Linked DNA regions of Mus musculus: regions 1 and 2 are each linked to region 3. The links are chromatin contacts, called in public HiChIP or PLAC-seq maps. All regions are on one chromosome and are shown on one strand. The core of a region is the stretch at or near the end of the contact, and the rest is flanking DNA. Distances in the headings are between cores, read along the strand shown.

The links. HiChIP or PLAC-seq counts read pairs in DNA pulled down with a chosen protein or histone mark.
Region 1: an H3K27ac HiChIP or PLAC-seq map of embryonic stem cells shows a contact between it and region 3, with 6 times the contacts expected there. The contact joins two enhancer-like sites. A contact is called at or near these places in 2 of 15 datasets of contacts at CTCF or cohesin (CD8 T cells and pro-B cells), 1 of 484 Hi-C or Micro-C datasets (bone marrow-derived macrophages) and 10 of 115 datasets of contacts at active chromatin or transcription factors (DN3 thymocytes, T-cell acute lymphoblastic leukemia, Th17 cells and 4 more).
Region 2: an H3K27ac HiChIP or PLAC-seq map of embryonic stem cells shows a contact between it and region 3, with 7 read pairs. The contact joins two enhancer-like sites. A contact is called at or near these places in 2 of 15 datasets of contacts at CTCF or cohesin (the NIH/3T3 cell line and large pre-B cells), 17 of 484 Hi-C or Micro-C datasets (the AML12 cell line, ECoMG myeloid progenitors, the G1E-ER4 cell line and 11 more) and 6 of 115 datasets of contacts at active chromatin or transcription factors (acute myeloid leukemia, bone marrow-derived macrophages and embryonic stem cells).

Annotation. Positions count from the first base shown.
Region 1 is chr6:134,348,194-134,352,506 of GRCm38.p6, forward strand. All of the region lies in intron 3 of 4933406J09Rik (RIKEN cDNA 4933406J09 gene), which reads right to left. Among named protein-coding and RNA genes, the nearest start is that of Bcl2l14, 46 kb to the right of the region's middle. Within about 2 kb of position 2,013, at least 5 of the 459 cell types and tissues checked have an H3K27ac peak or open chromatin away from gene starts, as enhancers often do. A contact at or near this core is called in embryonic stem cells, where this site is marked.
Region 2 is chr6:134,327,930-134,332,507 of GRCm38.p6, forward strand. The region is part of intron 3 of 4933406J09Rik (RIKEN cDNA 4933406J09 gene); the gene reads right to left. Among named protein-coding and RNA genes, the nearest start is that of Bcl2l14, 66 kb to the right of the region's middle. Within about 2 kb of position 2,537, at least 19 of the 459 cell types and tissues checked have an H3K27ac peak or open chromatin away from gene starts, as enhancers often do. A contact at or near this core is called in embryonic stem cells, where this site is marked.
Region 3 is chr6:133,960,308-133,964,950 of GRCm38.p6, forward strand. No RefSeq gene overlaps it. Among named protein-coding and RNA genes, the nearest start is that of Gm46977, 73 kb to the right of the region's middle. Within about 2 kb of position 3,199, at least 9 of the 459 cell types and tissues checked have an H3K27ac peak or open chromatin away from gene starts, as enhancers often do. A contact at or near this core is called in embryonic stem cells, where this site is marked.

The DNA of each region.
Region 1 (4,313 bases), core at 763-3,262, 390 kb after region 3:
AAATATATAAACTTAATGCATAATTTTAAACACCTTTTTATGGGAGAGAATGATAAAGACAGAACGCAGCTGATAGTGAGGAGATACCTCGGTAACACACTGTGACTGATAATCCCACTCAACAGGAAAGGCAGGTCACTGAAGAGAGACTTCAAATGGCCTACAAAGACGTGAAAAGATACTCACTCACCCAAAGCCGACTCAAAGACACGTCATTTTTCTCACCCCTTCATAGAGGCAAATAAAAAAGACTTTTCTCTAATGGGAAGTCTGGGCCAGGGTTGGTGGCATATGACTTTAATCCAGCACATGGGAGGCAGAGGCAGGCAGATCTCTACATGTCTGAGACTAACCTAGCAAGTTCCAGGGCAGCCAGGGCTTCAAAGTGAGACCCTCCTAAATGTGAATAATATATACCTGTTTCCGTTAGTGCTAGTGCGGTAGCCTCTGCTTATAGTCTCAGCACTTGGAAGGGTGTGGCGGAAGGGGGTGAGTTCAAAGCCATCCTGGGCTACATAGTGAGAGTTACTCAAAGCAAAACAAGACAAACCCAACCAAAGCAAGTAAATAGCCTGACTGTGCTGGTGAGGGTGAGAAGCCTGCACTCTCAGGTGCCCAACAGAACAGGCATTCCTTTGTTGTTTTTTAATTAGATATTTTCTTTATTTGCATTTCAAATGTTATCCCCTTTCCGGGTTTACCCTCTGAAAACCCCCTATTCCACCCCCCACGCCGCTGCTCACCAACCCACCCACTTCTGCTTCCTGGCCCTGGCATTCCCCTACACTGGGGCATAGAACCTTTACAGAACCAATGGCCTCTCCTCCCATTGATGACCGACTAGGCCATCCTCTGCTGCATATGCAGCTGGAGCCATGAGTCCAATCATGTGTACTCTTTGATTGGTGATTTCGTCCCTGGAAGCTCTGGGGGTACTGGATAGTTCATATTGTTGTTCCTCCTAGGAGGGCTGCAAACCCCTTCAGCTCCTTGTGTCCTTTCTCTAGATCCTCCTTTGGAGAGCCTGTGCTCAATCTAATGGATGGCTGTGAACATCCACTTCTGTATTTGTCAGGCACTGGCAGAGCCTCTCAGGAGACAGCTATATCAGGCTCCTGTCAGCAAGCACTTGTTAGCATCCACAATAAGTGTCTGGGTTTGGTGATTGTATATAAGATGGATCTCCAGGTAGGGCTGTCTCTGGATGGTCATTCCTTCAGTCTCTGCTCCACACTTTTGTCTCTGTAACTCCTTCCATGTGTATTTTGTTCCCCCTTACAAGAAGGATTGAAGTGTCCACACTTTGGTCTTCCTTCTTCTCAAGTTTCATGTGGTTTGTGAACTGTATCTTGGGTAGTCTGGGCTAATATCCCCTAATCAGTGAGTGCATATCATGTGTGTTCTTTTGTGATTGGGTTACCTCACTCTGGATGCTATTTTCTTGTGTTTCGGTAAATCTCCAACCCAAATAAGCCCCAGCAATGAAAACGACTCAGTTAATATGAATACATGCTGTGCACCTAGGTCCAGCAGATCTACCACTACATACCATCTTCCACGTCTATGAGACCCCTTAGAACTTGCCGTATCTCCAGGCCACGTGCTTCTGCTCTGCTTTTCTTCTTCTTCCTCTCCTCTGCGTCCTCTCTATCTCCCATTTTCTCCTTCTTCTCCTTCTCCCCCTTCTGCCCCTCCTTCCCTTCATCTGCCCAGTCATCAGCTCTCCTTTATTTTACAAATTAAGGTGGGAAGCAGGTTTACAGGAAATCACCTGAGCGCTGACTCATTCCTTGTTTGTGACCCCTCACAGGAGGAATAAACATCAAACATAATTAGCCCCAAAACTATCCACAACATTCTAGTTTCATCCATTTGCCTAAGAATTTCATAAATTCACTGTTTTTAATAGCTGAGTAGTACTCCATTGTGTACATGTACCACATTTTCTGTATCCATTCCTCTGTCGAGAGGAATCTGGCAGAAGAGCATTCCTAAACAGAGCAGGCATCAGTCGCTAACCTCTGTTTTGGAAAGAGTCTATCATGGGAGGGGAGTATGACAGCAGGATCAGAGAGCAGAGAGGTCACTTCTTCAGCTGCTGCAAACACAAAGCTTAAGATCACACTGAACTGAAGCAAGGCCATGGCTCCTCAAGTACCTGAGCCAGTATGGGACATTCTCACTCAAACCACTTAGTGTCACCTTAACTTAAAAAACATCAGATAAAATGTTCTGGATAGCTTGAGGAAAGGCACAAAGAGACAGAGAACACATGATTGTCATCTGTGTCCTTTAGAGACCAAAGACAGAGAGACAGAAATGATGAGAAAGACGCTTAATTTTTTCCCTTTCTTTTTCATGTTTCTGCAGATTTACATTATTTTTTCTAGAGATTTACATTTTTTTTTAATTATGTGTATGTGAGTGTCCATCCTTGTGGTCAGAAGAGGGTATTGGATTCCCCCAAAGCTAGAGCTGTAGGAAGGTGTGAGACATGGGTGCTGGGAATCAAACTCAGATCCTCTGAAAGAGCAGCTAGCGTTCGTAGCCACTGAGTCATCTCTCCAGCCTCCACATTGCTAATCTAGAAATGTAGGCTCTTAAGAGCTTCTTAAACTGGAGACATTTATTCCCTGTGTATTCTCTTCCCTCTGGATTGGCAGACTCAAAATTCCGACTTCTTCCAGGAAGCTGGCTGACTTCATTCTCTGCTTGGAAAATTATGGCCAATAAATACTTCAGATAGCCCGATGCTTTGATAAATGAATATTTTTACATTTTCATTTCTTTGAGATTGTTACAGTGTGGTCATGCCCTCCTGAGCCTATCCAGACAGAGCATGTCTGTGGAAATCAAGCTGGGCCATCATTTTATCCAAAAACTCTAAGAAGGATTTTTAAACGTACACTATTGTAATTTATTTTTAACTAATACTTATAATTTTGTTATTTCTTTTTATAGATTAGTACTATGTTTACATTACCCCCCATTCTCCTCCACCTGACTCTTTCTATGTCCCCTTCAGTCTTCTCAAATGTGTGTACTCTCTTACTCTGCAATTACTATTGTTGCATGTAAATTAATGAATACAACCTGCTGAGTCCATTCAGCTCCGATGTACAAGTGTTTAGGGATGACTGCCTGGGACTGGATTACTTCTCGGGGACTCGTCTCAAGAGCAGACTCATTCTCCCTCTCAGTGGTCATTAATTGTCTAAAGCTCTTTATATAGGGGGTGAGAAGAAGGCCAACTCTGTAGATCAGACTTGGCAAGGACAAGAGAACGTCCCCAAAAGGGAATACTGGATGGTGGCTTGAGACCCACTTGCTTTGCCTTGATGTTCCCCTCCAAAATTCAAGCTTGAAACTTTTGTTTTCTGAGACAAGGTCTCACTATACAGCCCAGGCTGGTCTAGAACTGGTTTGAAGTCCAGATGACCTCAAATTCTCCACCCTCCGGTGCAGCCTCTCCAGTGCTGGCATTATGAGTATGCACCATCACATTTGGCTGTGTTGGAAATTTCATCCTTGGTGTCTAAGTGTTGACAGATGGGGCTTCAGATATCCTCAAATGAATTAAGGCCATTATCAAGATATGCATTCTCTCTCTCTCTCTCTCTCTCTCTCTCTCTCTCTCTCTCTCTCTCTCTCTCTCTCTCATTCATTCCCCAAACAGACCTCTGTAACAGATGTGGAGACAATGCCAGTTACATTTAAATTGTACCTATAAGCCCCGGGGCCACCAGATCTAGGCTCTGGGCCACTTTCCTGTCAAGGAGAAACTCAGAATGCATACATAGGAAGGTCTGGCTTTCCCAAAGGTTGGTTGAAAACCAAGTTAAATCTTCCTTCTCCTCTCCTCCAGAGTGAGATTTCTGGAGGCAGCTTTGTGTGTGCTATTGAAGCACAGGGAGGCATACTGGCTCAGGGACTTCCTGGCCTCTCAGACACACAACAGTATTTAGCTCATCAGATGTCCCCATTTTAACATGTGCCCATGCCCAAACCATCAGAGCTCTCAGCTTTCTATTTCCTTCCAGTCCCTGATGAAGACACAGGAGCCACAATGTGTCTGATGATGACTTTAACAACCGGGAGCCTGGCAGTGTTCACACTTCTTGTGGGATAATAGGAAAACTTTAGGCCATTTGATTTGGTAATTTCTGAAAAATCAGAGAAAAATGATTTTTGCTCCCTATCCCTGAGAAAGGGACAAATATAATATCATTATTCACCTGCAGGATGTCATACTTTTAGAAGGGTCTTGACCACTATTAAAGACTTTTTTTCCCACAGGAAGATGAGGGAGGCAG
Region 2 (4,578 bases), core at 1,287-3,786, 370 kb after region 3:
AAAAAAAAAAAAAGAAAGAAAATTTCCAGGTACAAGTTTAAAATAAAAAATACTTTTCCTATAAAAAAAAAAAAATTAAATGCCTCATCCTAACCTGGGGTTTCTCTCTTTTCCTTTATAAACTGTGCATTGTCTCCAGGCCAGGTCTATCTTCTCTATCCAGAGGCAGTCCTTTGTCCCTCAGGACAAATATCCCTTCTCCCCACTCCCTTGTTCCCTTCCTCTTCTCCTTTGTCCTCTATCTCCTGTCTTTGTCTCGTATTCTCTGCTTTTTGTCTCATTGGGCAAATAAATCTCTTGTGTGCTGAAAAAAAACAAAAAAACAAAAAAAAAAAAACATCATGACCAAAAATAGGTTGGGGAAGAAAGGGTTTATTTGGCTTACACTTCCACAACACTGTGTATCACTGGAGGAAGACAGAACAGGAACTCACACAGGCTAAGAACCTGCAGGCAGCAGCTGATGGAGAGATCATGGAGGAATGCTGTTAGCTAGCGTGCTCCTTGTGGCCTGTTCAGCCTGCTTTCTTATAGAAACTAGGACCACTAACCAAAGGACGGCACCATCCACAATGGGATGAGCCCTCCCTCATCAATCACTAATTTTAAAAAGGCCCTACAGACCTGCCTACCACCCAACCTTATGGAGGCATTTTCTTAATTTAGGTTCCCTCCTCTCAGATGACTTTAGCTTGTGTCAGGTTGACAAAAAAAAAAAAAAGAAAGAAAAGAAAAAAGAAAAGAAAAAGAAAAAGAAAAAGAAAGAAGAAAGAAGAAAAAAATCAACCAGCACATTACATTGACTAATTCATAACTTGTAAAAATTTATAACCCAGTAAAAGAGCTACCATCACTATCACAGGCCTTTGTAGGACACAGAAAAGCTGACTGCCTTGCTGAAGGTCACAGTTCACAAGGCTCAGACACAGGAGCTGAACACCTCTCTTTTGGTCCCAAACTTCCTAGTCTTGACCCCACACTGACTACTACAAAGCAATTCATAAAAAGAGTAGCATTCATCTTCACTAACTTTATCAATTCCTTAAATATAAATAAAGCACAACAGAAAGCAACTTGAATTGGAATCCTTACATTACTCATGAAGTTTAGGACCTTGGACATTGACCCTAAGAGTGGATGTTGGGAGTGGTACTGTGTGGTACTGGCACACAGTAGGTACTCAGTGACTTTTTCAATAAGCTCACATTCATTGATGTTTACCAGGCTAAGTGCTAAGCCACAGACAGACACACATCCTCAGAATTATCCAATGGACTCCACCAGTGTGTACTTCTGCTCCCCCCACTGCAGTTCTCCTGGATGTCTCTTTACAGGTGATGATGCAGGGTCACATCTGAAAACCTGAAACATGTCTACTTCACTCAGGCACTGGGGAAAATGTGTGAAAATTTTATATGGGCTCTGGACATGTAAACGGAAGGCCCACTTTGGGGCTCCCCTCTCTTGGGATACCTAGTAACAGGCACCCTATTATACTAGCATCTGCCTATCTGGTTCTGGCTCTTGGCCAGTCCAAAGAGAAGAAATAGACAGGAGGGATGGTTTCTTCTCCCTGTCTCTGAGCGACAGTGGCATCCTTGGAACCTGAAGGGTATAGAGGCACACTGCCACACAGACATCTTGCTGTCTCACCTTTTTTTTTTCCTTAGAGATGCTTTTTCTGGGTCATTCCGAGCCATGGGCTGCATTGATAACTTTGCCTGGCTCAACTCTCACCTCTGCACCCTGCTGGATGCACAACCGAAGCTCTGTGGAGGACCATCCACAGAGACAAAGGAAGGCTCTTTGGAAGAGTCACACCTTTTCCCACAAGCCCTGCTTTCCTAGGAGGCTTTGTTTTTTTTCCCCCTTGCAGCAAGGTAGAGCAAGTTGAACTAACTGCTCTTAAATCAATGAAGCCATTGTGCGAGCTTCCTAGAGCAAAGGGGTTTTTGTTGTTGCCTCCCCGCCCCTTCCCTCTCTCTTTCAGCGCTGGTGTGGAGCAGAAATTAAACCTGGCCATGGGCTATGAGGAGAAGAACCTGCATAGAGAAACCTTTCTTTCTTGATTGAGGCTTAGATTTCTGTGCAGATCCGTAGATTTATAGCTGGAATTGTTACTAACAAGCACTTACTTCTACACATGTGCTTTCACAAGCTTTTCTCCCCCTTCCCACCTGACACTGGTGCCAGGCTGAACCCAGGACAATAGGACTCCCTTCCCCTAGGGCTCACCCGTTGTGTGCCTGGCACTCCTCCATTAATCCTGCCAGTAGAAATAAAGGTGAACACATTGAGGTACTACCGCTGCTTGCAAAGAATGGGTGAATCAACACTTCACGCCCAGTAGGGGCAAAGCTACGCTCAAACTTCTAGAATGTTCTGGTCTGCTGATTAAACTGGGGAGGAGAGTAGTGGTATTTATTTCACTGTTACTCCTCTGTTCACAGATGAGTTGGACAGAGTCTATTCTCAGTTCTGAGCTAGTTTTTAACAGTGATGAGAGCCAAGACATTTCAATGGGTAAGAATAGTACTTTGAGCAAGCGCTGCTAGGCCGGGCAACATAGAAATGTTGCTGGTACATGTGATATACAAAGGAAGGGAGCTGGACTCTGTTGGTTGGCTCGGACGGCTCCAACCAAACAACATAGAGTTGTGGGCTTAAGCAATTGACATTTATTTCCTTGCAGTTCAGGAGGCTGAGAGTCTCACGTCAGGAAGGTGGATTCTGATGAGGGTCCTCTTCCTGTGTTCTCACGTGGAAGAGTGTAGGAAGAAAGAAAGCCCCGTCTCTCATCTCATCTGATAGGGCCTCACCCTAATGACTCCCCATCTCCAGACACTGCCACTCCAGGGTTGACTACAGTTTCAACATACAAAGTTTGGGAGCAAGGTACAACTCAGTTAGTAGCAACTTTATCCTCACACAGTTTAGTGCACACAAACTAACTCTATAAACCAGAAGCCGAACAAAAGAGCACAAGCTATAAAACCTTTAGAGGAAAATGATGAAGTAAACCTCTTCTGCCCTGGGTTAACCAACACCTAAGAAGCTTTCATTAGTGGCACCAACTAGAGCCTGGGGAGACAGCTCACTGCATAAGACCACTTACTTGAGGACTGAGTTCAAATCCCCAGAACCCACATAAAAAGCCACTCATGGCCAGGAGTACAATGTAACCCAGCACTATAGTGGGCAGAGACAGGAGGATTATCGCTGAGGCTTCCTACTGCTAGACTAGCCCCAGGTTCAATGAGAGATCCTGTCTCAAGGAAATACGGAGGAGAGTAGTCCTCTGGCCTCTCTGTATGTACACACTCACCCACATACACCATAGGCACATTCAATAAATAAATTAAAGAAATGATCCACAGGCAAAAAAATGACTAAAAGAAAAATACAGACAACTTCATCCACATAAAATTTGAAACTTTATTTTTAAAACTTTTATGAGCTGAGAATAGTTTTATATAATGGTGAGTTTCATTATGACATCCACACACATGTATATATTCACCATATTCACCCCCATTGACCCCTATGTTCCCCCTCCTACTCCTCCTGACCCCCTCCTCTTCCCAACTAGCTACCTTCCTCCCCCCTTCCCTATGCATGAGTGAGTGTGTGTGTGTGTGTGTGTGTGTGTGTGTGTGTGTGTGTGTATGATGACTTCTGTTAAGGTTTCTCACATGAGCACAGGTAAGGAGCTATTTAAAGGATCATGGACAATTTACCAGTGTCTACAACACTGAAGGCAACTTCATTTTCCTCCCCCAGAAACCACTGTCTCTAGATCCTCAGGGAGCAATAGGGCCTCACTTGTTCCTCCTCTCTCCATGATGGAAAGTTGATGGCCCAATCTAAAACTAAAAATGTTTGTGCTTCCATGGATACCATATCAAGAAATAGATAATTCACAGAGCAGGAGAAAGCTGCAAATTGTATGCCATAAGGGATTTAAATCTTGAATACCTAAGGAATTCTTACAACTCAACAATAAGGCAATAACCCAATTAAAATATAGGCAAAAAAAAATTTTTTGAAAAACTGTCTCCAGAGAAGACTTTTAAAATGGCCACTAAACTCATGCAAAAGTGTTCATTATCATTGCTCATCAGATAATTGTAAATTAAAAGCACAATTGATGTCATTTTATATTCATTATAAGAAGATGATCAGAAAGATAGACTATAACCATGACAAGTGCTTGGGGATGTGGACAAATCAGAATCTTCACCCATGGCTGATAGGATGGAAATGGTTATGGCCACTGTGGAAAACAGTCCACCGATCCCTTAAGAGGCCAAGCCTACATTTAGAATATGAACCAAGAAATTCTGAAAACATGTGCCCACAAATAAAACTCTATGCACACTGCTGATAGCAGAATTAGTGGCAATCGATACCCAACGGGAGCACCTCAAGTGTCCATCAAACGATGAAAATTTGATCAGCAGTGCTGCTAAATCTATAGGATAGAATATCCTTTGGTGTTAAAATGGATTAAATACTGACACAAAGTCAAGAAGGCTGATCTTTAAAGTTATTGTGTTAATTTAGAAAGGACAGACACAA
Region 3 (4,643 bases), core at 1,949-4,448:
CTTGCATTAGGCAATCCAGGCACACACCTCTACTGTCCTGGCAAGAAATTCTAACTCCCACCAGAATGGAAAGAAGCCAAAGCAAGTCAAAACTTTCTTCAAACAGAAGCTCACTAGGAAAACTCTAGGGGAGGGAGAGGAACAGAGTGGCTGCCCTGGCACACAGGGCAGTGACTCATTGAGAAACAACTGCTCCTGCTGCAAGAGTTGTGTTGGAGCCCCAGGGATTTGGGTGGAGGTGACGAGAGCTGTGCTTAAGAGAATATGGACACATGTACTGAAACACTACACTGCGCCCTATAAATATACTGTGGTTATTATGTGCAATTATTAGGAATTAATTTAAAAATTGTTAAATGTTTAAGGTGCAAACATTAGCTACACTGATCTGGTCATTTTGCCTTATATAAAGAAACGTGTACAGTTAAAATAAGAACCAACCGTAAAATGATCTAAAATTCACATGTAAAAATGGAAGAAAAAAATTGCAATGGTCCAGCAAGCAATAGTAGACTCCCTCCAACTTCCTCTTAGAAACTCTGGGTATCTGAAAGTCGTAGCAAAGGATATGCCCAGTAGGTGGCAGCAGGAGATAACTGAACTGAGAGCATACCCCACTTTGACCGATTTCACTTAGTTATTAACACATATGGTGGATTCATTTACTGACTGATTGAATGATCAATGAATGAAGAACTAACTCATCTAAGCTAGAAAACGTCATCATTTGAAATGTTAATATTCTTTTCGTATCCCATCAGTAGCATTGCCGTTTTATTGAGTTTTAGTTAGAAACTGTAGATTGTGTATGTGTTCATATATTGTGAGCATACCTCTCAGGCCTCCCACCCTACTTTTCTTAACCCCTCTTCCCTCTGTTAGTCCCTCTTGCTCCCCTAGGCAGTTTCACTTCTACTTACCTGTCATACACGCATGATTTTATTTTTAAACTGTGTCTCACAATGTAGCCCTGGCTGTCCTAGAACTCACAATGTAGACCAGGCTGGCCTTGAACTCACAGAGATAAGTCTCCCTCTGCCTCCCAAATGCAGGGATTAAAGTTGTGCAACACCACATTCAAATAAATGATGTTTTATTGATAGGTCTATATACAATCTAGGAAGGACAAATGAGAAGAAGTGATATTTGTTTTTTCTAGAATTGATTTAATTCACTTATTATGGTCATCTCTCCTTGCATCTATTTTGCTCTAAAGAACATAACTCCGTTCCTTTCTGTGGCTGAAAAACAAAACAAAACAAAACCCACTACAGCTCCAGGGACCCAATATTTTCAGGAGGTCTTAGGTTAAAGTCACTCACATGTGTATGTGCACACATCCATGCAGGCACTAGCAAACATAATTTTTTTCAAATTCATCTATATGAATTTGAAATATATTTATTACATATAAATTATATGTATAATAATTTATTTTATATATGTATATCACATTCTTTATCCATTCCTCTGTTGATACACCCCTAGATTGGTTCTAGAACTTGGCTGTTGCGAGCATTGATGGGCAAGTGTCCCTGTGATGGAGCTCTTCAGGTAAACGTCACGAGTGCGTGGTACAGCTGGGTCATCCTGTATCTAATTTTAGCTTTTTGAGAAACTGCCGCTCTGACTTCCACAGTAGCAGGCCTAATTACAATTTCACCAGCAGTGTCTAGATACATCTTGTACGGAGCTGATATTAGTAATACACGAACCAAACACACACAACAATAACCAATAGAAAATCATAGGCTAACTCCCTGATGAACATAGATATATTTCGTTTTAATAAAATACTTGCAAGACAAACTGAAGCTCATCCCAAGATCACTCACGGTGATCAAGTTGGCTTTATTCCAAAAGAACAGCGGTTGACCTAGTGTCAAAGAAATTCCCGCTGGCGGGGGATGAGGGCTTCCTCTTCTCAACATCTTCACCAGCACTTTTCTTACTTATTTTCTTAAGGACTGACTGCCGTTCTGACAGGAGAAAGATAAACTCTCAATTTAGCTTTGAATTTGACTTGTTCGTTTTGTGTTGCAGTACCGAGAACTGAATTTAGGGCCTTACACACTGGGCCAGTGTTCTACCTCTGACCTTTATCTCCAGTCCTCAAAAACAAACAAACAAAAAAGTTTTCACTTTTATTTTGAGACAAGGTTTTCCGTTTCCCAGGCTGCCCTTGAATTTATAATTCCCCGAAGGAGCATATATTTCGGGCTGATTTCAGTGAAGATTGGTTAAAGTCTTTCTATTTTAGAGACTTTCAGAAGTTTATTAGATTCAGATAACACTGACAACACACACGCATGCTAATTTAAAAAGAGAATTGAAGACTGACCATAGTTACAGTAACAGCTGAAATACAGGGTTTTAAAGAAGTCAGTATTCACCAGGAAGGCATTTTGCATTTGGAAATAAACAATTGATCTTTGGGTAATTTTAATTGTTTGAGCTGATTGAAATTTAAAACCAGTTTATTTCAGCCAGAAGTGATGGCCTTTGATCCCAGGACATGAGAGGCAACCCTGGTACTCAGTTTCAGGCCAGCTAGCGTGCGTGACTCCTCTCAAACAAACACGAAACAGCTCATTTGACCGGTTCTCCTGGAAAAAGTTCTAGTATAATAGTACGTGTTTGTTTGTTTGCTTGCTTATACTCTTTACTTAATAATAATTAAGATGATAAAAAAAAAAGAAGAGACAAAATGAGCCAGGATGTTAGTGAGGCCCTGGGTTGCACTAATGACTTTTTATTGTGTTTGAGATGGTCAGAGTCCTCATGCCTTGCTTATCCGAGCACACAGAATGCCACATACAAGCCTTCTGTTTGACTTGTCAGAATGAGAGGGGGTCAACTCTTCCTACTCACGCCTGGCAAGGTCTCTGCTAATGAAATAACAACAGTTGGCAATGCTCAGTTGATGCACGAGTGGCAATTTGTGTAGAATATGGGTTCTTTGAGGGCAGCAGCGTTGTCTTATTTCCAGCACCACACCCAATGTCTGACATATATTAAGGGCTCAATAAATATTTACTGCATATGTAGAAACTATCAAGACGTATCTCGGCGAACAATCGTACTTGAATCAGAGCCACATTCTCAGGAGAAGAATAGGAGCCGAGATCATGGGAGCTCATAAGAATGGGACCAGAATCAAAGAAATTAGCATCCTCTAGAGCTGGTGACACCCTTCATTGTCATGCTTATCTGAGGAACTCCTGTTCTCACCCTGTTCAACTCCAGCATGCTAACCATACTGTGACTACACTTAACTGTGTACTGAAGGAAGGCAACTCCCTGACCAAACATTCCAACAAATTTCAAATTTATCATTAGCCTCCCTAATGCTGGAGGACCACTATATCTTTAACATCAGTTTCTTTAAAAAAAAAAAAGAAGAAGAACTATTTATTTTTATTTAAGTATATTATGCATGTATGTATTATGTATGTCCAATTACCTAGATATATATCACATGTATTCAGGTTCCATGGAGGTCAGAAGAGGGTATCAGATCCCCTGAAACTGGAGTTACAGTTGTAACCCATGAGCCACCAGATGTGGGAACAGGTCCTCTGCAAGCCCAGGATGTACTCTTATAGACTGTATCATTTCTCCAGCCCCCAAGAGGGAACTGTATTTTTTAAATGATTGCCCTAGGCCAATGAGGTAGCTTAGCTCTTAAAAAGATTTGCCGTGCAAACCTGACATTCTGAGTTCAATCCTAGGAATCCATGACAAAAGGAAAGAACCAACTCCCAAAAGTTGCTCTCTGACCTACACACATGCACCATGGTACACATGTACCTGCATGCACACTGATTAAATAGCAACACAATAATAATGATACCACTACCAATAGTAAGATTATTATTTTAAATTGTGTCTGTGTGTGTGTGTGTGTGTCTGTGTGTGTGTGTGTGTGTGTGTGTGTGTGTGTGTGTGTGTGTGTGTGTGTGTAGGTAGGTAGGTTGGTTGCTGTGAGAACAGTTGCCCCACAGAGGTCAGAGGAGTTGGACTCTCCTGAAGCTGGAGTTACCGGTAGCTGTGAACCACCTCATGTGATTACTGGGAATTGAACTCAGGTCCTCTGGAAGAGCAGCACGTGCTCCTAACCACTAAGCCATCTCTCCAGCCACTAAATTTAATTTTAAAAGTTTTTATCCTGAAGGTTGACAGTCCTCCATACCTGGCTGAAGCCCTGTGCTTTCATTTGCTTGTTCGATGTAGGTAATCTCATACCTACCCAAGGTTATAAACTAGTTAACGCCAGATCTTTTTTGATTCCTTAGATTTGTCAAATCCATCCATGCTGATAAGATGTCTTGGAAACACTGATACCTGGACTTGCCACGTAGCTTCCTTAGGTTCACCTTGAATGAGGGCAGCAGCATCCCATAGGCTGAGACCCAGGCTGAATACAAAGGAAAGAAGCCACTGGACACCAGCATTCATCTCTACTTCCTGGCTCTAGGTGCAATGGCTGCTTGGCTCTCTTACCACCATGCCTTCTCTGCTCTAATAGCCTGTACTTTCAAACTCTGAGCGAAACTAACCTCTTTCTTCATTGAGTTGCTTTTGAAAGGCATTTTGTTAGAGCAACAAGAAAAAAAAAACAAACTGTGCACTGATTTTGTAAA